7 separate regions of the Mus musculus genome follow, and regions 1, 2, 3, 4, 5 and 7 are each linked to region 6. A link is a contact called in public HiCAR-type, HiChIP or PLAC-seq and promoter capture Hi-C data. All regions are on one chromosome and are shown on one strand. Each heading gives the region's core, a stretch centred on a gene start, on an enhancer-like site or on the middle of the called end of the contact. The rest is flanking DNA. Distances are from core to core; before and after follow the strand shown. Region 1 overlaps Micu2 (mitochondrial calcium uptake 2). Region 2 holds the start of Mrpl57 (mitochondrial ribosomal protein L57). Region 3 holds the start of Sap18 (Sin3-associated polypeptide 18). Region 4 holds the start of Lats2 (large tumor suppressor 2). Region 5 overlaps Micu2 (mitochondrial calcium uptake 2). Region 6 holds the start of Rcbtb1 (regulator of chromosome condensation (RCC1) and BTB (POZ) domain containing protein 1). Region 7 holds the start of Zdhhc20 (zinc finger, DHHC domain containing 20).

The links. Promoter capture Hi-C pulls out the DNA fragments that hold promoters and counts their contacts. HiCAR-type assays count read pairs that join an accessible place to other places. HiChIP or PLAC-seq counts read pairs in DNA pulled down with a chosen protein or histone mark.
Region 1: a contact with region 6 is called in an H3K27ac HiChIP or PLAC-seq map of differentiating embryonic stem cells, with 6 times the contacts expected there. The contact joins the enhancer-like site here to the promoter of Rcbtb1 in region 6. A contact is called at or near these places in 10 of 39 promoter capture datasets (the 3T3-L1 cell line, 3T3-L1-derived adipocytes, cranial neural crest and 5 more), 1 of 484 Hi-C or Micro-C datasets (embryonic stem cells), 8 of 115 datasets of contacts at active chromatin or transcription factors (the NIH/3T3 cell line, differentiating embryonic stem cells, embryonic forebrain and 3 more) and 2 of 9 other capture datasets (adipose tissue and embryonic stem cells).
Region 2: a promoter capture Hi-C map of liver shows a contact between it and region 6, with 5 times the contacts expected there. The contact joins the promoter of Mrpl57 here to the promoter of Rcbtb1 in region 6. A contact is called at or near these places in 7 of 39 promoter capture datasets (cranial neural crest, embryonic stem cells, hippocampal neurons and 3 more), 1 of 484 Hi-C or Micro-C datasets (B cells), 5 of 115 datasets of contacts at active chromatin or transcription factors (astrocytes, extraembryonic endoderm stem cells, large pre-B cells and 2 more) and 1 of 9 other capture datasets (pancreatic islet).
Region 3: a contact with region 6 is called in a promoter capture Hi-C map of pre-B cells, with 4 times the contacts expected there. The contact joins the promoter of Sap18 here to the promoter of Rcbtb1 in region 6. A contact is called at or near these places in 10 of 39 promoter capture datasets (3T3-L1-derived adipocytes, cranial neural crest, frontonasal cranial neural crest and 6 more), 2 of 484 Hi-C or Micro-C datasets (olfactory sensory neurons and uterus) and 4 of 115 datasets of contacts at active chromatin or transcription factors (astrocytes, embryonic forebrain, embryonic stem cells and 1 more).
Region 4: a contact with region 6 is called in a promoter capture Hi-C map of embryonic stem cells, with 4 times the contacts expected there. The contact joins the promoter of Lats2 here to the promoter of Rcbtb1 in region 6. A contact is called at or near these places in 10 of 39 promoter capture datasets (cranial neural crest, embryonic stem cells, hippocampal neurons and 4 more), 5 of 115 datasets of contacts at active chromatin or transcription factors (astrocytes, embryonic forebrain, embryonic stem cells and 2 more) and 1 of 9 other capture datasets (embryonic stem cells).
Region 5: a contact with region 6 is called in an H3K4me3 HiChIP or PLAC-seq map of embryonic forebrain, with 9 times the contacts expected there. The contact joins the enhancer-like site here to the promoter of Rcbtb1 in region 6. A contact is called at or near these places in 12 of 39 promoter capture datasets (the 3T3-L1 cell line, 3T3-L1-derived adipocytes, the C10 cell line and 7 more), 5 of 115 datasets of contacts at active chromatin or transcription factors (embryonic forebrain, embryonic stem cells, hepatocytes and 2 more) and 1 of 9 other capture datasets (adipose tissue).
Region 7: a contact with region 6 is called in a HiCAR-type map of astrocytes, with 5 times the contacts expected there. The contact joins the promoter of Zdhhc20 here to the promoter of Rcbtb1 in region 6. A contact is called at or near these places in 12 of 39 promoter capture datasets (the 3T3-L1 cell line, 3T3-L1-derived adipocytes, cranial neural crest and 5 more), 5 of 115 datasets of contacts at active chromatin or transcription factors (astrocytes, embryonic stem cells, epiblast stem cells and 2 more) and 1 of 9 other capture datasets (adipose tissue).

What each region holds. Positions count from the first base shown.
Region 1 is chr14:57,920,582-57,923,440 of GRCm38.p6, forward strand. All of the region lies in intron 9 of Micu2 (mitochondrial calcium uptake 2), which reads right to left. Among named protein-coding and RNA genes, the nearest start is that of Zdhhc20, 32 kb to the left of the region's middle. Within about 2 kb of position 1,355, at least 76 of the 459 cell types and tissues checked have an H3K27ac peak or open chromatin away from gene starts, as enhancers often do. A contact at or near this core is called in differentiating embryonic stem cells and stem cell-derived neural progenitor cells, where this site is marked.
Region 2 is chr14:57,824,490-57,827,708 of GRCm38.p6, forward strand. It overlaps Mrpl57 (mitochondrial ribosomal protein L57), which reads left to right and starts at 1,750. Exons shown (of 2, transcript NM_026401.2): 1 at 1,750-1,833; 2 at 2,020-3,219. The coding sequence starts at 2,028. The coding sequence ends at 2,336. Ska3 (spindle and kinetochore associated complex subunit 3) reads right to left here and starts at 1,674. Exons shown (of 9, transcript NM_198605.3): 1 at 1,521-1,674. The coding sequence starts at 1,623.
Region 3 is chr14:57,796,840-57,800,123 of GRCm38.p6, forward strand. It overlaps Sap18 (Sin3-associated polypeptide 18), which reads left to right and starts at 1,350. Exons shown (of 4, transcript NM_009119.3): 1 at 1,350-1,515; 2 at 1,649-1,758. The coding sequence starts at 1,387. Mir3077 (microRNA 3077) reads left to right here and starts at 1,585; the gene lies at 1,585-1,648.
Region 4 is chr14:57,744,230-57,747,399 of GRCm38.p6, forward strand. It overlaps Lats2 (large tumor suppressor 2), which reads right to left and starts at 1,894. Exons shown (of 8, transcript NM_015771.2): 1 at 1,661-1,894. Gm52140 reads left to right here. Exons shown (of 3, transcript XM_030248241.1): 2 at 1,066-2,109. The coding sequence ends at 2,083.
Region 5 is chr14:57,976,552-57,979,668 of GRCm38.p6, forward strand. All of the region lies in intron 1 of Micu2 (mitochondrial calcium uptake 2), which reads right to left. Among named protein-coding and RNA genes, the nearest start is that of Micu2, 21 kb to the right of the region's middle. Within about 2 kb of position 1,315, at least 19 of the 459 cell types and tissues checked have an H3K27ac peak or open chromatin away from gene starts, as enhancers often do.
Region 6 is chr14:59,199,808-59,203,099 of GRCm38.p6, forward strand. Rcbtb1 (regulator of chromosome condensation (RCC1) and BTB (POZ) domain containing protein 1) reads left to right here and starts at 1,421. Exons shown (of 12, transcript NM_027764.2): 1 at 1,421-1,777.
Region 7 is chr14:57,888,890-57,892,230 of GRCm38.p6, forward strand. Zdhhc20 (zinc finger, DHHC domain containing 20) reads right to left here and starts at 1,447. Exons shown (of 13, transcript NM_029492.5): 1 at 1,174-1,447. The coding sequence starts at 1,291.

The DNA of each region.
Region 1 (2,859 bases), core at 105-2,604, 1.3 Mb before region 6:
CCATGTGGTTACTGGGATTTGAACTCCTGACCTTCGGAAGAGCAGTCGGGTGCTCTTACCCACTGAGCCATCTCACCAGCCCTGATTTCTACCTCTTCACCCCTCTCCCCTCAGTCTCAGGAGTGGCTGGGTTCCAGGTACACACAGACACGTTCAAAGCTCTTAATCTGAAGGTATGTTCTTCCGCGTTTTGTCTCGGCAGGGCCCTAGCGCCCTCCAGTCTGTGCGCATGCGTCTACTCAAGCTGCACTGCTCTCAGCCTCTGTGGGTCTTTGTGGAATAACCAAAGATTTATTTGTAAAACTGCAACAAATGAAAAAAATTCTTTTCCCTATGTGTATGGTGTTATCTGTGCACCACTTGCATGCCTGGTGTCCACGGAGGCCAGAAGGTATCAGATTCTCTGGACGATGTTGGCAGGAAGGGCGACCCCTCTTCTGATCTCACTGCACCAACAATGCCTCTGTGCTTCCAAAAATACACGGCTCCCACAAAAGCGGCCGTGCACCCACACCACACAAACTGCCAGGCTGAACCCGGGAACAAGCTCTTCACACAGTTCTGCACGTTGCTTTCTTTTTTTTCCACAGTGAATTTGTCATCACAGTTGTGAAACAAGGAGAATTTCTTTGTGTATCATATCATGATCTTAAAACAGGCATGGAATACAATCCTTCTGATGTCTCCTTCTTACTGTTCACCACACTGAGGGCGAACTCAGAAGCTTGTGCACGCTAGGCTCTTCTGATCGGTAAAAATGGCATCTCATTACCACCTGACCTTGGACCACCTCAAAATGAGGTTCGACACTGTGATTTCTCTCCTTGTGACTTCATGTCCTGCCCTGGCAAGGGTTACCCTTGCTGTGATGCAGCACTACGACCAAAGCAACTTCGGGAGGAAAGGGCTTACTGGCTTGGTTCTCATGGCTTGCTCAGCCTGCTCTCTTATAGAACCCAGGACCAGCAGCCCAGGGATGGCACCACCCACAATGGGCTGGGCCCTCCCCCAACAATCGCTGAGGAAGTAAATGCCCTATGGACTTTCGTACAGCCTGATCTTATGGAGGCATTTTCTTACGTGAGGCTCTCTCCTCTCAGATGACTTTAGCTTGTGTCAAGCTGATATAAAACTATCTAGCACAGGTCCTTTCCTCACGTGTCTGGTGTGCTGCTGGGTGGCCTCTTGCTGTGGGAGACAACACTTCTTAAATATCTTTTCAACAGAGGCACAATTGCCTTGTTTGGTTCCTGAACATCTTTCCATAGATGGATGTATCATGGGCAGCCTTGAATACATAGTGTTTTCCCCAGACAGAGGACGGCTTTGTTTCCTGCCACACATTGAAAACAATGCTTGCTTCTGCAGCACAGGTCAGGACACGCTGCTTCCTGCCTCTTCTGAAAGACAGCGGGTTGGGCTGTGTATGAACACACAGCAGCTTTCCTCTGGGACTCTCAGAGCAGCTGCTATGGGCAAGGGGAAACCTTCCCAAACAGGACGCTCATACTATTGTTGTGTGATGAGTATTAGTTTTTTTTGTTGTTTTTTATTTTGTTTGTTTTTGGTTTTTGGCTCTGACCCAATAATCCTGCATCTTCTGTAAGCATCCATTAAATTGTGCAGGGTGATTTGGAAACAGATGAAAGTTTCAGATACTTTGTAGAGATCAACAGACTAGCCTGTAAAGCTCTCTGATACTGAATAGGGAAGTCTTGGGTCCTTTAAGTGTTTTGTAGTCACAGATTTAAAAAGAATCCATTACATCGTAATTTGCCCCAGCTGTCAGCCTGACACAGCCCAGGAGAAACATTTATATGTATAATATCTGACTTCCTATTCTCTAATACTAGGAACGTCTCTGGGATTACATAAGTTTCCTTTGTATCTAAGCAAAGTTGTAAATTTTCCTTGTTTTTAATGTAAAAATTTTTGTTTTCTGAGACAGGGTTTCTCTGTGTAATCCTGGGTGTTCTGGAACTTGCTCTGTAGACCAGGCTGGCACTGAACTCAGGATCTATCTGCCTCTGCCTCTGGGATGCTGGGATTAAAGAAATGCACCATCTTCGTAAACACTGCCCCCCCCCTCCGCCCCCACAGGGGCTAATCCACCTCCCTCTGATAATCCTGAGTTATTATTTATTAAATGTTATATTTCATCTTTGCTGCCCTGGACCCAGTTGGACAGCATTCCCCTCCACTTACATGGGCTACTGCCTCTGTCTGTGCTGCCCAGCCTTTGGCTGCCAGTATCTTTATTTACCAATGAGAACCAATTTGGGGCAGGGTCCCTCAATGTCTCATGTGTGGATATACAAATTCCTATGCAAACAATTCTGGGGATCCAAGTTAACATAAGAATAGAAACAGCCACAGCTGAGGTGAAAGGTCACTTGAGCTCCCAAGTATAAGATCCGTCCACACAGTATGGCAAGGCACTTATTCAAAACAAACACAAATAAAACAAACACACACCACTTGAAATCCACACACAGTTTGTAGAACTATTTGAGAAGGGTTAGGAGGCGTGGCTTATTGGAGGAGGTGTGTCATACTTTGAGGTTTCAAAGACTGCAATGTCCCATGTGCTTCTCTGTCTCCTGCCTGTGGATTAAGATGTGAGCTCTCAGTTGCTCTTCACCCCATGCCTTTTCTTTGTTGTCAGGAGCCATTCTGCCTGCTTCTGTGAAAGCCTACCTGCCAGGCAGAGTTTCCTGGCAGATTTCCTGGCCTGCTGACCCATGGAATGATAAGAGGAGATGCACTTGAAGCTCAAGGCAAGGGGCTGAGCTCTGTTAATCTTGGAGGAAGGAACAGGGAGGAATAGGGAGGCCTCTGGATTGGTACAGATATCAAATG
Region 2 (3,219 bases), core at 500-2,999, 1.4 Mb before region 6:
AATTATTACAACATTTTCTTGTAAAACAAATAAACAAAAAGTAAATGAAGTTTGTGCAGAGGTAATGTTTTAGTGAGACTACAGACTAACAAACACTTGGTGAAAAGAACTTTTATACAGTTGAAATACTAATGAACTTTAGTATAGTATGCCGAATTAGCTCAACAACATAAACAAATAAAGCATATTTTAATTCCCTAAAATAAGAACAGTTACAAAAAAAAAGCTACAACAGTAAGTGATGTCTGTTACGAATTAAATAGAAAATACATATACTCTTTTTACTTTTCTGTATTTGAAATTTCCTACAGTACATGTTACTTTTATAGTCTCCAAAACATTTCCAAATGGAGAGTTAGTTATAAGTAAGAGGAATCTGTGTCTACGGGGTGCAATTTTTGCTTTGTTTCTGTTTTTCAAAACAGGGGTTTCCTGTATATCCCTGGATGTCCTGGAACTCGATTTGTAGATCAAGCTGGCCTCAAACTCAGAGATCTGCCAGCCTATGCCTTCTAGAGTGCTGGGATTAAAGGCAAGTGCCACTACATTCGACCTACTGGGTGCGAGACAGATTACATTTATGACATTTTATGATAATCTCAAAATCTGAACTACTTTTGCATCGATTTTTTTTCTTTTTTTTCTTTCTTTCTTTTTTTTTTTTTTTTTGGACAGGGTCTCACTAAGCCTGGTTGATTGGTCAGGTGCTAGCCTGGAACTCGCAAAAATCTACCTCCTTCAGCTTCTTGAGTGTTGGGATTCATGGCGGACGCCACTCCGTGACCTTGCAACTTTTTAAAAAAATCTCAGGCTGGGCTTGGTGGCGCACACCTTTAATCCCAGCACTCGGGAGGCAGAGGCAGGCGGATTTCCGAGTTCGAGGCCAGCCTGGTCTACAAAGTGAGGTCCAGGACAGCCAGGGCTACACAGAGAAACCCTGTCTCGAAAAAAAAAAAAAAGAAAAAAGAAAAAAGAAAAAAATCTCTAGTACAAGTTAGAAATGATGTTTAATTTTATTATTAAAAAATAAAACAAGAGGCGGGAGAGATGGCTCAGTGGCTAAGAATACTGGCTCCAATTCTGGAGGTCCTAAGTTCAATTCCCAGCAACTACAAGGTGGCTCACGACCATGTATAATGGGATCTGCTGCCCTTTTCTGTCGTGCCTGCATCCACGCAAATAGAGCATTCATATACATATATAAACAAATCTTAAAACAAACAAAAAAACAGCAGTGCCGAGTATTTGTACTTCAAATAGAGTGTTAGTGGAGAAAATGCAGATGCTTGCTTCAATAGGGGCCCATTCGAGTGAGACGAAATGACTTTACACGTACAGAAAACAGGGTTTTAGTGCGTCTTAATACAGTTGCCACTGGATGTTGTTAACAAACACCCAACCACCCGCTCGCCTGCGGCCACAAGGAGAATTTGTCCGCACAGTTTCCATCACAGATCAGCTACGCCCCTTGGACGACACCGCCCGCTGAGAACCGCACTCTCCCGCCCGCGCCCACTCACCGCTGTCCTCGCCGTCCAGCGCTCTCAGCAGCCGGGCCGTCTCGCTGTCCAGCGTGGTGGCCAGACCCCGCAGCTTACAGTGGAAACTCTGGATGGGGTTCATGCTGAGGGCCGCCGAGCCGACTGCTGACCTCCAGTCCCCTCGAACGAACGCGCTACACATTTGAATCCTGCGCAGGCGCAGAAGGCGTCTCTCGCGAGAGCGGAACTCTAGCATCAGGGCCCCAGAGAGACCGGAAGCAGCGCGCCGCCGCATCGGTCGGGGGACGCGGAGCGCCGAGGGGAGCGTGTCCCGGGCCGGTTGGTACGCGAGGTGGGTTTTCGGGGAGCCCCCACCCCCATATCCTGCAGTGTAGTCGGCTCCCGGCCACTCACTTCCGGCGAGAGGCCGAGCGTGCTCTGGATTCGGCCGCGGGATGTGGGCGCAAGCTTGGCACGCCGGTTGCTCGCTTCCCGGGTCCGGGGCTCAGCGACCGCGGCTTTCGTGTCATTTCCTCAGGAGGCACCATGTTCCTCACCGCTGTCCTCCTCCGCGGCCGCATTCCGGGCAGGCAGTGGATCGGGAAGCACCGGCGGCCGCGTACCGTGTCTTTCCAAGCGAAGGAGAGCATGATCCGTCGCCTGGAGGTGGAGGCCGAGAACCACTACTGGCTCAGCATGCCCTACATGACAGCAGAGCAGGAGTGCGGCCACGCCGCGGAGCGACGGGCCCAGGCTTTTGAAGCCATCAAGGCAGCGGCCACTTCCAAGTTCCCTAAGCATAGATACATTGCAGACCAGCTAGACCATCTCAACATCTCGAAGAAATGGTCCTAACCCTTCAAGATTATGGATACCGGACTGCTCTATCCTTACTTGGTCCTGGAGCTGAGAAAATGTAATTTATGTACCAGTGTGACCCCTTCGACCAGTATCTTATTAAAGCAAACATGATTGATTAATAGTTGTCTCATACGGAATACTTGGGACCCTACCTAGGCGTTTGTTTCACACCTGTAATCCCAACATTAAGAGGTGGAGGCAGGAAAATCTTTGCTGATGTAGTTAGTAAGACCTAGACTCAGAAGGCCAAAAGAGACTGTTTGAGGCTCCATATGTGCATAATCGGTCTATTTTCAGGGTTGTTTTTTATTTTTTCTGGCCTAAAGCTTGCAGCAGCCCTCCCTGTGCCTAGCTACTGGAATTACAGGCATGGTTCCCTGCCCTTCTGTAAAATGTGGGGTTTTTTTTTTTTTTGTTTGTCTCACTATATAGCCATAGAACTTGCTGTATAGGCTAGGCTGGCCTTGACCTCCGAGATCTACTGGCCTCTGCCTCCCAAGTGCTGTGACTAAAGGCAAGTGCCACCATACCTTGCACCTTTTAGATTTAAATGCTGTAAAACTACAAACTGATGAGTCTTAAGGCTGAGGTACTTGGCTAGAGCTTTGTTGTACAAGGGGTGTTTTCTTACTTTCTGTCTAGGATAGCCATTCTCAACCTGTTGGGCATGACCCCTTGTGGTGGTTGCAGAACCCTTTCATGAGGCTGAGTATCAGAGATTTGTATTATGATAACAGCAAAATTACAGTTGTGAAGTAACAATGAAAATAATGTTATGGTTGGAGTCACCACAACATGAGGAACTGTATTAAAGAGTGTAAGGGAGGTTGAGAACCACTGCTCTAGAATAGAGCCTGCCTTTGATTTCACAGCATTC
Region 3 (3,284 bases), core at 100-2,599, 1.4 Mb before region 6:
TGCATGCAGTGCCCAAAGGAAGCCAGAAGAGGACATCAGAGCCTCTGGAACTGGAGTTACAGGTGTTTTGAATTGTAGCCTGGTCCTCTGTAAGAACCTCAAGTGAAGAGCATTCTCATAATGTCTCTGGATATACTCCTAGCAAAGATTTTCTCTAGAGTCTATCAGCAAGAAGGGGTTGTAAGGACTAGAGGATGACTAGCAAGGAACCCTAAAGAATCCAAAGTGTGTGCCAGCTTGCCTTCTCACCGGAGTTCAGAAGTGCCAAGGCCAACAGCTGCTACTGGCAGTGTCTAATTTTTGCAGATATACTACATCCGATTTGTTTGTAAAGCAATCTATTAAAAGCAGTCACCAGATCTTTAACGAACTCTCTGGGTTAGCAGTGACATTCCGAACCTTACATGCTTACTGTCTAGATTTCATTTTTAAAGCAACTGCTTTAAAATGGAGCTATGGGGTTTATGTTTTAGTATCTATAGCATATTGTGAAGGTTTCTTTCTTCCTTCCTTCCTTCCTTTCTATCTTTCCTTCTTTCTCTCTCTCTCTCTCTCTCTCTCTCTCTCTCTCTTTCTTTCTTTCTTTCTTTCTTTCTTTCTTTCTTTCTTTCTTTTTCTGAGACAGGGTTTCTCTGTGTAGCCCTGACTGTCCTGGAACTCACTCTGTAGACCAGGCTGGCCTCAAATGCAGAAGTCAGCCTGCCTCTGCCTCCCAAGTACTGGGATTAAAGGAGTGCGCCACCACTGGCCGGCATGAAGGTTTTTTCAATCAGTCTTTCTCACTGATACTTTTGTAGTTTTTGTTTTGAAACAGGCTCTCTCCACATAGCCCTGACTGTCCTGACACTCTGAAGACCAGGTGAAGGTATGCATCACCATGCCGCTGGATTTGCCTCTCTTGAATTTTGCGTGACATAAAAAGAGCCTATTTCATTCATAGCCCCTAAACAGACAGCTTTACCCCATCATCTACAGAAAAGGTATCATTTCGCTGGCCTTGCAGTACCTTTCTGCACTGGGGGTCCATATTAACCAGTTCAGTCGGTTTATCATCACTATGACTACCTGGTTCATATTTTTACATGTCATGTGAATTTTCTTAAGTTTTTCGTGATCGCTACACATTTTCATCACTACGCATGAAAATATTACGTTAAGCTGACCTGGGCAGTGAGCACGTAAGAAAACAACTAAGAACGATCAAGACGCCTGTAGAGCACTGCGCATGCGTGTGCCCCACCCCTCTCCCCAAGGCAACACGTACGCGCGCGCGTGCGTGCGTGTGCACCCACACATACGGAAATACGCCTGCGCCATGCGATGCCCCGCCTTGCCACTCGTTTCCTATAAAACCTCGTGCCTTTCCTCGCGAGAGACGACTAGCTCATGCTCGCCGCAGGGGTCGGAGGTCAGGGCGAGCGTCTCCCGGGCCGAAGGAGGAAGATGGCGGTGGAGTCGCGCGTTACCCAGGAGGAAATTAAGAAGGAGCCGGAGAAGCCGATCGACCGCGAGAAGGTGCGGGTTGCGGGCGGCTGCGGGGCAGAGGTGGCAGCAGCGGCGAGCTGGCGGGAGGGCGGGCGCGGCCTGCGGACGGGTGGGCGGGCAGGCCAAATGGCGCGCCCGAGGCTGACTCCCTGCTTCTCCGCAGACCTGCCCGCTCCTGCTGCGGGTCTTCACCACCAACAACGGCCGCCACCACCGAATGGACGAGTTCTCCCGCGGGAACGTGCCTTCGAGCGAGCTGCAGATCTACACCTGGTGAGCCGCGCGGGACCCGGGCCTGGCGGGCTGCGTCCTCGGGGACAGCCAGGGCGGGCTCGCCCGCCGTGTGACGCCTTTCGGGAGTGGGGATGAAACGTTAGGTCAGAGTGAACTGACCGGCGTCGCTCTCGCCGTGTGGCCGCCCGGTACAAAAGGATACGTAGGTAGCTTACGGTGCGGTAGGATAAGATGGTAGAGGACGGGGAGGGAGATGGCTGTTGAGTGAACCGTGTTCGCAGAGTGGAGGCAATGGGAAGCCTCGAGCCACGCAGCACCAAGATATTAAAAAGCACCATCAACACCGAGCCCTTTCTGCCCCGGCCCTTGGTGTCAAAGCGTTTGGTGTTTGCACGGTGAGGACGGCTGTCCCAAGTGTTTCATCTCCGAGTACCTGCCTTGCTCAGGACCCACGCAGCTAGGACCGTTACAGGCTTGTCCTTTGGATTGTGTCAGGTTGACACTGTAATAGCTTTGGAAAAGCAGCAAAGGCGAATTTTAATACATTTTTGTTGCGGTGGTAAGATACACCACAAAAGAGTCCCTTTCTCGGGAAAACAGACAAACAACCCCCCATCCCCCCACCCCCATCCAAAACACGAGCTAGTGATTGAATTTATAAGGGAAAACTACTGAGTAGCGGCTGAATTTAAGCCACTCTCCACATACTAAAATTCCGTGTCCCCCAACAAATGAATTTTCCAGCTTGCCCGGACTTTGCTTAAGTGCTGCTTTTCTATTCCGTGAGCCCAGCTTTCTAAAGAGGGTTATCTCTCTGTTATCTGTAGAGATTGTTCCAGAACCACATGGATATCAAAATCTTGGAATAATCAAGTTTTTCACTTTAAAAATGTAGTGTTTACTGTACACACCTTTCAGCATATGCTCTTGAGACTTTCTGCTATAAAGCTTACCCTTCTTCTGCTAGGGCACTCAGACTGTAAAAGCTTGTTTAATTTTTAAAAATTGCCTCAAAAGAAAATCAGAGTTTATGCCAGCATTGAAGTTCACTAGGAACGATATATAAAATTTCGGAGTTAATTGCAGAATAGAGTATGAATTCTGGCCAGGTAAAATTTAGTTGCAAAAATACATAAGAAGGTAACAGTTGTCTGAAGTTTTATAACTTATTTTATTACACAGTGAACTACATACAGTTATGAAAAAATAAGATTTTACTTGAACTATGCACACTGGTGTATGTATAGTTTGTGTCAGTTTCGATATTATATCTTCCAAATTGTAATTTGTTTTTTATGTATATGTGTGTTTACCTTCATGTATGTGTGTGCCCCGCATAAATGCCTGGTGCCTACTGAGGTCACAAGTGGGTATCAGATCTCTGGGACTGGAGTTAGAAATGGCTGTGAGCTGCTCTGTTGGTGCGGGAGTTGAACTCAGTTCTTCTGCAAGAGTGACAGTGTCCCTCCGTCTGAAAGACTGAGTTCTGTTACAGGAACATGGAGAAATAAATACCTGGCGCAGAAAACGGGGGACAGTGTGGTCCTTCTGGGTATTTTCCCTCC
Region 4 (3,170 bases), core at 644-3,143, 1.5 Mb before region 6:
CTCCAGAGAACACACCAAGCAATGAGCTTTTTAGAAGGACTGAGATTTCTGGTAATTTCTACAGCTTCCACGAAGCTGAACCGCTCCTTCTGTGGACTGGAACATATCAACCATTTGTACAGCACATTCACAGCCAAGACAACATAAATGCATTAAATTTATCATCTGTAGTCCTTCAAGCATACTATTTTTAAATAGTACGAAATATTACTTAAAAGTTTCGCGCTATTACAAGCATGAAATAAATACAAAACGTTGTGTTGGTCTAGGTTTCCCGATACAAACACAAAACCCCCACCCCCGCGTTACCCTCCCCCACATGGTTCCCCAATAGCTTTCGTTCGAGTTTAGTGTGGATTTACCAGCTCCAACCTCCATTCTACTCTCCAGTGGGTTTTAAGGGCCTAGGGCAGGCTATTTACAACACAGCATTTAAAATAACAAGGCATTTTATTGTAAACGTGTTCCCCGCCCATCATTGAAAGTCCCTCCCACCACTGAAAGTCCCTCCCACCAAGGCCGTGATTTCTCGAAGGAAAGAAATAACCCACAGCTCCAATTTACATTTATACTATTCCAACTAGATGGCGAAGCTGAAAAACTCTCAGTTCAAAACTTCGGATTCTGTAATTCTGTATAGCAGCCTCTGTTGGTACCATATGAAGCTGACATTTTGAAGTGTGGTAAAAGTTAAGCAATTTCAAAGGAACCATGGTGAATTCGTTCAACAGCGTTTTCTATACCTGGATAACCAAAATTTTACGAGAGGCTGAATACTGTAATGTATTGTTAACTATAGTTAAGTTAAAAACAGGCTTTCTAAGCAGCGTCTGCATTCCTATGCTGGAAGATTTTTTTTTTTTTGTTAGCGCCTTATTACAACAGTTGCTAAAAGGGGAGAAAAGAAAAATCACAAAAAGTAGCCTTGTCTCCAGATTTAGCACTCAAAACTGGTGAGCATCATTTACTGACCTAACCTGGGGTTAAACTAAAAATATGGAGCAAGACTTGGTACAAATTCCCTAATAAGCGGCTACATTACGGGCAAGCAGGGGAAATTTAAAGGCGTGAAAAGTCCTCGCTCAAACTTTTTTGTCAACAAAATCTGCACGTCCAGTTCTCTCCCGCTCACACTCACAGGCATAAGTTTTCACCCGGCCGCCTCCTGCACGCCGCTGGTGGCCGAAGTCGCCCGGGCGAGACCCGGGCCACGCAGGCGAGGCTCGTGCGTGACCAGCGCTACGGACTCAGGCCGTGGAGTCGCGGCGGAGGCCGGCCCGGGAGAAGTCGGCTCAAAAGAGACGTTACGCAACCGCCCCGCACCGACCGCCGGACGGCGCAGCCGGGGACGGGACACCGGACACCGGGCGGGCACCGCGCCGCCGAGGGCCAGAGGTGCAGCGCGCAAGGCCGCGAGCGCGCGTGGTGGACGGCGCGGCGCACGGAGGCCCAGGCTGGGCGGGGTCGGCGCCGCGGGACGCGGGGTCTGGGCCTCCGGACGCCGCCGCGCGAGCACAACAAAGCCGCCCCGCCGCCGCCACCCGCTGCTCCGCACCCGCCCGGGACCCAGCGGACGGGTTGTCCCTGTCCCGCAGGGCAGCTCGCCCGTGGGACCGGGCGGAGCCCTGTCCCGACAAACTTCCCGGCCGCGGCCCCTCACCTCCGGGAGCGCTCTACACCCTCGGCGGCGTCCTGGCCCGCGGCTCCGGGACCTCGCGCGCCGGGAGACCGGGCGCCGGTGGCGGCAGTGGTTGCTGACCCCGGAGGGTCGGGGGAGCCCGGGGAAGCGGCGGCGGCGCTGGCGGCGGCGGCTCCATCTTCCCGGGGCGCTCACGCCGCGGTTCCGAAGCGCAGACCCGAGCGGGACATTCGCTACATTGTTGGCATTCCACGGGCGTCACGTGACCCCTCCTCCCGCGTCACTCCCGGCCGCATACCAGCCCGGGCGGGGCGCCCGCGGCCTTGCTACCCGCCGCCCGCTCCGCCCCACGGGCCGCTTCCTGCGCCGCCTGGCTGGGCGGCCACCTGCCCTGCGCTGGGCTCGCGTCGGAAGCCCCCAGCCCGGGAGCGCCGGTTTCCCTAAACGCCTCGTACCAGTGGGTGAGAAAAGTAAGTTCACAGGCCCCGGTGCCAGCCACGGAAAGTGCAGCCGGCTGCTGAGACCCGGGCATCAAATAATAAACCGGGACGCCTGACAGCCTGGGCTTAACCGGACGCAGGCTAACCAGCTCCCTCCCTGGGCACGTTTTAGGAAAGTGCCTTATGGTTTTATAAAACACATCAGTATTGCACGAACCAGCCGAGGAGACTGGCGTTTACACTTCGGCCACTCCTTTATCCTCCATTTGGGGATTTGGTCCAGGGACAGACGCTGAGAAATAACAGCGTGGAAGCAAAGTCTTTCGTTTACTATTGGCTGTCTAACGTCACACTCCCCACCAACTTACGATCTGTGGTAAGTGATGGTGGGGACTAATAGTCTTAAAAGTCAACCAGACTTCCTCTTTAATTAGCAAACGTGACATTTGAAGTTTCAATTCCGGAAGAAATTCACAAGAGTGAAGATCATTTGTACCAGTTTTTATTTTTGTCCTCGGGAAGGAAGTCGAGCCCCCTCTCCTGTGCCAAATTCAGGCTGTCTTGTCAGAAGAACCCTTGTCAGGACTGTTTTAACTGCCTCAACAGACTTTAGTCCTGGACTGCCCCTCACCACCACCACCCCCACCCCCACCCCCACCCCCACCTCTCTAATTCCCTTAAGGCTTCTTCCAGAGATTCTCATTTCTTTGTCCTTTGAACTTTAATAATTAAGCCTCTTGCAGATTAGCCTCATTTTCTTTAGTCAGCCTGACCCTGTGTGCTACACTGACATCTTGCACCGTGATGAGAAACCAATGCATCAAGTAATATTCTGTAAAAGAGGAGTCTAGCACTCACCTGGGAACTTCCTCCCCCATCTCCCCAAGCGCACTGGCAACCTTCACTGTGTGTTAAAAGTTCCTATCTCTTGCTCTAAGAAATGTTAGGGAAGCCGGTTAGTGATGCACACCTATAATCCCAGCTCTCAGGAAAGCAGGTGATCTCTGAGTTCAAGGTCAATCTGGTTACAGAGAGAATTCCGGGACAACCATGGCTACACAGAGAAACCCGGTAGAGGGGGAAAGTAGGGG
Region 5 (3,117 bases), core at 65-2,564, 1.2 Mb before region 6:
AAGTAAAAGTTCTTAATTGTTTCTAACTTCCCCAAAAACCTAACACCCAAAGTTAAACAGCCATGCTAAAAATGTAAGATTTTAAGCTTGCCTTAAAGGATTTTCATACAGTACACTTGTGTCTGAAAGTGCAGGGTAACCCAGGCAGACCCAGGCTCTTCTTGCAGGGAGAACAGTGTGGTGCATGAGTTCACCGGTGACCTCCCGAGCCACGGCAGATGGTGGAGCTGCCAGGCACAGGCTACTAATGGCTTGACTTGGAGGGCCACCCCTACTGCAGTTTGCACTTGTGAGGTGGTGAGGGACAGATGAAGGGGTGTCTGCTTCTGGTTTGTACAAAGCCAAGGAAAAACAAGTACTTCCTATTCCTACTGATGTCCCCATCACTGTGCCCACCAAAGGCCCAAAGTCAGCCTTTTCCTCCCATGTCCTGTCCAGGCCAGGGCCAGAATAACTGTGACCTAGGAACTATGAAGCTAAACTGGCAGATACCCCAAAATGAGAGAACAGATGAAACAAAAGGCACCCCCAACACACTTGGATATAACTCCCAACCTGAGCACAGGGAGAACCCCCAAGCATATTTAGGCCATAGGATATGTCCCAGTGTAGTCAGCTGCACTTTACATGTACTCAGTTACTATATAGCAGATGCTACTAACACTGCTATGTTCTTCAACTGATAGCATAATGCAAAGAGAAAAGTACTTAGGTCAGGATGGATAGAATCAGGAAATACAGTCACATCATTTTTTGGTAAATAACATAATTAGCTAGAATGTCTGTTTAAAATCTAAGATAAGGCCTATACAAAATTCTGTGGGGGAAAAACTAAGGCAAAGGCAGCAGGGATCAATGAAAACTACATTTCAAAAGAAAATGGGAGATTCTGAAGTCAGTGAGGCAAATGGATGTCTCGAGAGCACAGCAGTCACACTGGAAAACAGATCTGTCTGGTCAAGTTAAATAAAAACAGAGAAAAAGACCACTATAAATCAAATGGGAAAATATTTTTTTTCTCACTGGCCTGTATGTGTGCATGCATGTTTTAATAAGTTTACATCTCATGAGAGACTGATCAATTTTGGTCTTTTAAAATAGGCTTTCAAATATGATATATTGCTGGATTCAACCTTGTAAAGCTTGTTTAAACACACACACATGTACACACACACACACACACACCCTCAAAAAGCTATAGTACAGGGCTAGACAGAATTAGCTCTAAGAATTCTTAAAATGGCCAGTAAGATGGCTGTGCAGACAAAACTGCTTGCTGCCAACTCTTATGACCTGATTAAATCTGCAAAGCCTACACTGCAGAGGGAAAAAGCTGTCTCCTGCTAGCTGTCCTCTGGCCTCCATGAGATTATATCCTTCTCAAGCCCATAGAACAAAATGTTAACAAACAAACAAACAACCCAGAGCCATATTGTCCTTGTACTGTAATGTGTGGCATTGAGGGTGGCAGCAGCAACAGCAGGAGGAGGAGGAGGAGTGGACTCTGTCTGTACATCCACTCATCGTGTATTAGCACTAAACTTATTTAACCTGGGAGACTGGAAATTTTTGTCTCTTCTTACTTCAACCTGTTTGTTATAAACAGAACGATTCCAGAAGGAATGGATAAACACCACTAATCTTACCCTTTATCTGAACAAGGTTTCACAAGGTGCTTCTACAAATCGACTCTGTTGGCCAGTGTATACGGTTACATATAAATAAGAGGACTCTACTGCAAAGCAGCTGTCTGAGGAGCCAGCTCCTAGGGAAGGAAGAGGGAGGGATAGAATGCAGGGCTGAGATCAAAGGGCTGCTCGGGGCCTGCTGGAGGCTGTTACCCTAAACCTAGGGAGAACCTTCAGAGACTTTCTAGGTGGAAGATGGTGAGTGGCGGTGAAATTCTTCCCATCACCCCCATGACTGCTCCTCAAAGCTGCATCTAAGACTAAATATGTGGGAAAGAAGGAACCAAAAAGAAAAAAAAATGCTGGAATTTGGGGCAATACTGCCCATGTGAGACCTGCCCACATGGTTCTAGTTATATACAAAATGCTCCATGGATTTCAAGGATTACGTGTAATGCAGTAAAAAATGTGACAAAGGAATTAAGAGCAGTGAGTGATGGGAAGTGGATGAAAGAGATCTTTGAAAGCTGATGACTTCTGTTAAAACATTTCACTCATTTATTGCCTTTAAAGCAACAGGTGCTTCACCCTTCTGTCTCTACTTTTTATCCATGAAGTGACAAATTACAAAAAGTAAGTTCTCTGCTCTTTGTTGAACATTCTTTGGCCTCTGCTTTTCTCAAGAATAAAGTGGGAACAGGAAGGGCCTTTCTTACAGTATTACAGCTTTCAGAATGTCCAACACACACACACACTGCGTTAGACAAAATGTAGTAAGTAAGACCTATTCATTTGGGGCCCTTATTTTGGAATTGGTAATAATCTGGATGAAATAAAATTGCTTTGCCTCTGAACATTCTGTACCACGACTGAATGTCTTCTCTTAAAGAAAACTTTACGATTGGAAATTTTCACTCATTACAAACTTTCTACTTTGTTCCGGATGAAGGAGATTTTATTGTATATGAAACAAAATACTCCAGACTAAATTAGAAATCTTCACTGCATGAGTTATGTCTCATGGTAAATTCTACAGTGACAGAGCCTTGGCCAAGGAGACAAGGCTATTCTCAGAACCCTGGGGCACTGGGCACGCCTCTGGTGCTTTGCTGTTGATTGTCTAGTGATGGCATTCCAGACTTCTCTTGAAGCAGGAGAGTGAAGGTGGCTTTCCGTAGACAGGCACAGTAAGAAGAAATGGCTATGTGTTATACGTTGTTATGTTTTATTCCTGTTGGTGTAACACGCACATTCTCATGTACTTCATCCCCACCCCACCAAAAGGCGCTGATGAGAAAAGAAAACACACCTTCTCCTTTATTGTTTTTTCCTAGCACAGTACTCACTTTCCCTTTCCACTACTGCCTTCTAAGAGCTGCACTGTAACTTCTGTGATCTAAACAAAGAGCGCATGGCTTAAGTTAAAAATCTCAACATGACCCTAAAATATGACCAGTGTCACTCATTTCAATTTAATTAAATAATGTTT
Region 6 (3,292 bases), core at 171-2,670:
CTGCAAAACGCTTCAGAAAGACTCTGTGGTAAGGGACTCCTTTCTTCCCTATGTTCCCATAATTTTCCATTTCTATCCTCCCTCAAGTCTACCAAATTTCCATATTTTTGGTGTTGCTCTTCCATTGGCTGATAGTGAGAGTCTAGTCAGTTCTCAGTTATTGTAGTAAGACCATATAGCCCTGTTATGAAGAGTTCATAATATGTGAGATCAGGTAACAATAGATACTTAATCTCTTAGATGCAGAGTAATACATTTACCTGCATTGTGAATTTTCTGTTTTGAGTATGTAGTATTATAACTAGAGGAGTAGTTGTAGCTGAGGCTGTCTCAATGAACTTTTACAACAACTGAAGATGTTAAGTCTGCAAGAAGAATAGATGGTGTCTGACCTCAATTTTGAAAGATGAGAGACCGATGAATATTTTGGGAAATGTTAGGAAAAAAAAAAAAAAAACCAGAGCCAGAGTCATTAAACTGGTAAAAACAGATTTTACCCAGGGACTAGTACAACAGAAAGAAACATTAGGGTATAAAATAGGGCTCAATTTCTATATTGCAATAATTTCTAAGTAAAATCTGTTTTTAACCTCTTCCTCCTGTTTTTTCTTTGAGAAAGGAAATGGTGATTCTGAACATTTGAGATCAAGGCAAAAGAATGAACAAACCCTGAGAGGCCTACAGCAATTTAAGGTATATATATATATATTTAAAAATGTAATCCACCGAAAGTACTCAAGAGAAACAAGAATTCTCTATAGGGGGGAAGCACGTTGTAGTTACTATGTGCTGACAGAAAGGTTTTTGGACCGCATCTGCTTAGTGGTAAACAGAAAACAAAGGGGATTTGTATTTACCGCTGGGACCTGAAAAGGGAAAGGTGAGTCTAAACAAGATAGCTTGAATGTTGGGGTGCCAAGTGTAGACTTTGGTCTCTAGTGCCAAATGGGAGAGCCTAGGGCGGTAGGGGACTTTACAACTGATAAGCTTCTTCTGATAGACGCACAAAGCACAAAGCACAAAGCGGCCGCTCCCTTCCGGACCTCAGTTGTACCCGCTTAACACAAGAAAAGTTCTGGGCAGAGAGAGAGCTTTCAGCAGCCTTGCCTCTGCCCTCCTGACCTAGGCGTCCTGGCCTTCCTCGGACCGGGCAGAGACACGTGTCCTGAAGACCAGCGGCCTGGGATGGGCGGAGCGGGAGGAAGGCCACGCTCTGCTGCCATCCTGGGACGCCTTCGCCTTCCGGTCCTCGCGGGAGCCACTACGGCGCCCCTGCGCTGCGCCAGCAGCCCGGTCTACAACCAAACCCGAGCGGGAACCTGAGCAGACAGAGGGCGCGCGCTGCGCGGGGCGCTCCGGTGTCACGTGACGCGACCCGCCCACGTGACCGGCGGCCCGGGCGCTTGTGCTCGCTCCCGGTTTTGGGGGGGAGGAGCCGGCTACGGCTAAGGCGGCGGCGGCGCAGCGGAGTCAGGGCCTGGCCGGGCGGCCTGACAGGTAGAGCGCTGCAGGGCGGCGGTGCGGGCGAGCGAGCAGGCGAGCCGGACAGGGCCTTGTTCGGCCGCTGGCTGCTGAGTCCGCGCCCTCCCGAGGGCCGTGCGCACCAGGCGCGTTCGCGACTCCCCGGCGACGCGCACCCCGCACCGGGCACCCGCGGATTCCGTCTTGCGGGCGCTTCCCCCAGGTGTGCGGCGAGCCGAGTACGTGGCGTTGCCCGCGGCCTGCCTCTGAGGAGCTGCGCTGTCCGCCCTGCGGGGGAGGAACCCGGAGCACGCAGGTTAGCGGTGGGAGGCTGACTGCTGCAGAGCGCCGAAGCCGAGGGTTGCAGTTTTATAAGACAATACAGCTTGCTTTTAGAAACATTCATAGTCTCCCTCGCCTCTGCCCCGTTACTGCTACGAGGATTAAAGCTCGTGGTGGGCAAAACAATCGGAGTTTCTGAGACTGGCGTGCGCTGTAGCGGGCGTAGCATCAAAAGCAAGAAATGCTGGCAGGCATGAGATGATGCTTACGGGACCCTTACGGGAGTTTAGAGTGTCTTTTAAATTTTGACTTCAATTTAAATCACAACAGGATTTAGGTTCTCTTCTTCTGTGGCCTGGGTTTTACTCCATTGTGTGAATACCAGTACTTCGGGGCGGGTTTTTTTTTTTTTTTTTCCTTTCCCCCTCTTTGTGCCTATTGAAGAGGAAGTGATGCGTTAATCTTTGAAGTGTTTCTTCTGTGATTTTTAAGTCTTATGATCCGAAGTGTTAAGTTCTACGAATCTCAGAACATATACAGGAAACCAAAGCTATGAAGCTCGTAGCTTAAATTTTGTGTTCTAAGGTTTTAAACTGAGTGCCTGTGTGTACCAGAAAGTGAGAAGTCTGGGGTCTTTATCCGAGAGTCATGCAATTGAATTGCTCTTTCTGCATTTGGTACTTAAAAGGAAGCATATGAAACAAAGGTTGGGCCTTCATGCGTTTACAGGCCTGACAAGACATTGAAATACATTTTCTTTCTTAACTAGGATCTATAGTTAAAAAATTTTAAGACAGTACATTACCTTATATGTATCCAGAGATGTGATAAAAACTGCTGGACTTTAACTAGAATAGATTTCCTAACATGTCAGTTAATTAATCTACTATGTAATTTGGCTCACAATATAGACGAAAAATTTCAAGTTTTCAAGTATATCTAGGCCACAATATACGGTTTATAAGAAGTCTACAGATCGAGTTCCAGGACCATCAGAGCTACACAGAGAAATCCTGTCTTGATAACAAGCAAAACATTTACAAGCTAAGAGTGAAGAAAAATTTAGAAAATATAAATAAATATAAAGAAGAATGTACATAATCTGTAATTTTACACCTAGAGAAAACATCTTATATTTTAGAGTGTGAGTTCTATATACTTTGGAAATTTGAGGAGTTCCAGAGTTTCCACAGTAAGATTTCAGATTGTAAGAAAAAGCCACTAGCAAAAGTTTGGGCACTGAAGCTACCAAAATCTGCTTGATTCTAGAATTTAGATACTGAATATCAGTTCAAATAACTAGGCTACTGTTGTATTCTGGGAGTAGTAGATAGACTTTATCACACTCACGTACTGGAGTTCATTTGAGAAGGTCTTTTCTGAAACCTCTGAAGATGTTAGGAAAGTCTGTAGTTTGTGAACATGAACACTTCATGTGTCCAACTGTTAGCTGGGATAACTTTTTGATACACGAGAAAAAGTTGTGGGGACAGAGAGTCCCAATAATGAACCCTGAGCACAAACTTCTTGTCAACTTGACTAGTGGCAT
Region 7 (3,341 bases), core at 197-2,696, 1.3 Mb before region 6:
CTTTATGGGTGGTTGTGAGCCACCATGTGGTTGCTGGGATTTGAACTCAGGACCTTCGAAAGAGCAATCAGTTCCCTTACCCGCTGAGCCATCTCACCAGCCCGATTTTTTTTTTTTTTCATTCTTGTATTTACCCCGTATGTTTTTCCCCAAAGAAAATCTGTCCTTCAGATAACCGAGGGCTCTGTCTGAAAATTAAAACCACATCACTTCTGGGAAACCAAGGGACTGCTTTTTCTTAGGGTTTTATTTAATAATGCTGACGGGAGACGAACACAGTAAAGAGCCAGTAGGTATAGAACGCACACTCAAAGCTTACAGGCAATTATTTAGTATCACTGACATAGTAATGGCCTAGGGTGTTAATGACAATGAACCAATCGGCTAAGTCATGTAAGTATAATGCAACGCTATTCCTTTATCCCAGGAAATCAGGTAAGAACCATACGGTAAAAAAAATTAAATAAGAAAAATAGCAAAAGTAAAACTAAACCAAAGCCCTAAAACTAAAGGTATAAGCAATACAAACCTACAAAGTAAACAGGCAAAAAAAAAAAGTCATTGAGCTTGCACCTCTCTTGTTCAATTCCTTGTGCCTCAAAACAACATTTTGTGTAAATCCAGCACTGAGACCCCCAGATGAATATTAAAAAGGGTCAAATACAGCTCAGACCAGGGGCTGAGCCCACACTGCAGACCCGGGAGACACACCTCCCTCCCAGGCCCCCAGGCTGCTTTCAGCTTACGCGCTTCTTCTCGCGCAGTTTGGGGAGCAACAATCTGGGAGGAAAAGATTTCTTTGTGCGTGTGTGCGTGTGTTTTAGCCAAACTGACCTCACAAGCCGTCTCAGAAGGGGTTCTCTAGTTCAAAAGGAAAGGCCTTTGTGAGCATTCCGTCACAGAAGGGTGGGAGCCCCAAGGCGACTGCAGCCACCCGGAAGCTTGGAGCGTGGGCGGCGCGCAGGCCCGAACTCGGGACCCCTCGAGCAGCGAGCCGTGGGCAGAAACCCACGGACAGGGGCCCCCACCGCCGGAGAAGCGCGGGCCGGAACCCTCGGACGTGGAACCCACGGGCTGGGGAAGCGCAGGCCGCCCCGCGGAATCAGAACGCGGCGCCGAGGCCTCGGCCTGCCACCCGCGGCCCGGCCCGCCGCCCGCGCCTCCCGTACTCACTCACGCACAGCTCCACCACGTACGCGTAGTAGGACCAGACGACCACAAAGGTGATGAAGAGCACCGGAACCCAGCCCACCACGCGTTGGCAGCAGCGCCAGAGTGTCCAGGGCGCCATGTTCCTCTGCTGACTGCCGGGTCCCGCTGCCCACGATTCTGTAGGACCACAAGACCCCAGCGGCCCTGTCGCCAGCTTCCCCGCCCCCGAGGCTCCGCCGCCGCAAGCAGTGGCGAAGGGCGACGCCACAACTCCGCCCCTCCCTGCGCCTGGCCCGGGTCCGCCCCTGACCCCGCCCTCGGGCCCGCCTCCGGGCCCGCCTCTCATCCCGCTGCGAGCTGTGAAGGGCGACGCTGCAACTCCGCCCCTCCCGGCGCCTGGACCGGGTCCGCCCCTGCCCCGCATCCTGCCGCTCCGCCCCTAGTCCCGCGCCTGGCAATCCCCGTAGGGGGTGGGGCTACCCGGCCGAAGGAGGCGGGGCCTGAAGTTGGGGCGGGGCTTCTGCTCAGGCCCGCCCATGGGATTTGGGGGTGCCTTGGTGGAAAAGAGAGGAGAGTGCTAAGGATGTGTAGGAGGCCATCTAGGACTGGGTGACGAGAGGGATGGGGATGCGCAAGGGGAGAGGAATGAATTCTTAGCTGCCCTGTGTGCCTTGGGTGGCACTCTGTATAACACTCTTCCCCTAGGTCTTTCAGGACCCATACAAGTCGGGTTCCCTATTACATAAGGCTGTGCATCACTCAAGCGTGCAAGCAAGAAAAATATTATATATACTTAAATATAAGACTCCTGTGACTATAATGTGTCTCCAATGAAGAATCCCCTGGGATAATTTGGTCCACGTATCGCTCTCTCCACCATGTTTTGTTTGAATTGGTAGGAGCCTGAGATTTAAGGTGGAAGCCATATACAACAGGTCAGTTTGATTTGGAGTCCACATTTAAGGTTACACCATGAAAGCAGAATATAGAAACAGCCCTTTCCTGGAGTGGGATTTTCAAATATTTACAGCTGGAGATTGCTAAGTAATGACTGCAATCTTAGAATCTAGAAGCCTTGCTGTGAAACATCATAATGTACAATCATTAGGAATAATTTCATACATTCTTTTAAAACACAGTACATTCATTTATTTACATTCTATGTGCGGATGTGCATGGACCACTGCTCATGAGGATGTGTGGCCCAGGGGTTGTCTGAGGACAAATGAAAAGTTTTTAAGTTTGGTTTGGGTTGGTTTGGGTTTTGGCCCTGGGCATAGTGGCACATGCCTTTAATTCCACACACTCAGGAGGAAGAGGACAGTGGAACTCTGTGAGTTTGAGGTCAGCTAAAACAGACTATTTACTAAAGTCTCCAAGAAGAAGGTAACTGCTATTATAGTATGATAAAGACTTAGTAAAATGAGTATTAATATTTAGTCACCATACACTACTGTTACATTAAAGTAACATGTATACAATAAGAAAATTGCAACATGCCCTAAAGATGACATTAGGACCCAGAAGTGCACACCTTTAATACCAGCACTTGGGAGAGAGAGGCAGGTAGATTTCTAAGTTCAAGGCCAGCCTGGTCTACAAAGTGAGTTCCAGGACACCCAGAGCTACACAGAGAAACCCTGTCTAGAGAAAAAAAAAAAAAAAAAAAAGCAAACATATTCTGACTTCAAATTTTTGACTACATATTAGTGGCAAAATTGACCCAACTCTAGGGCACTAAGGTGGGTAAAATTCAGCTATTTTCCCAGAAAAACTGTCTCAAAGAATTAAGATACAACATGGAATCTGGAGGCTAAGGATGGAGCCCAGTGGAAGACCACATAAAACTCATGTGTGGTGATAGGTTCAGTTCCCAGTGAGGTGTGTGTGGGTGGTGGGTGGTTTTGACAGAATTAGGACTGACAGAAAAACTAGTATTAAGAATGCTGTCTCAGGGGCTGGAGAGGTGGCTCAGTGGTTAAGAGCACTGACTCCTCTTCCAAAGGTCCTGAGTTCAATTCCCAGCAACCACATGGTGGCTCACAACCATCTGTAATGGGATCCAATGCCCTCTTCTGGTGTGTCTGAAGATAGCTACAGTGTATTCATATAAATAAAAATAAATCTTTAAAAAAAAAAAAAAAGAATGCTGTCTCAGCTGGGCAGTGGTAGCACATACCTTTAGTCCC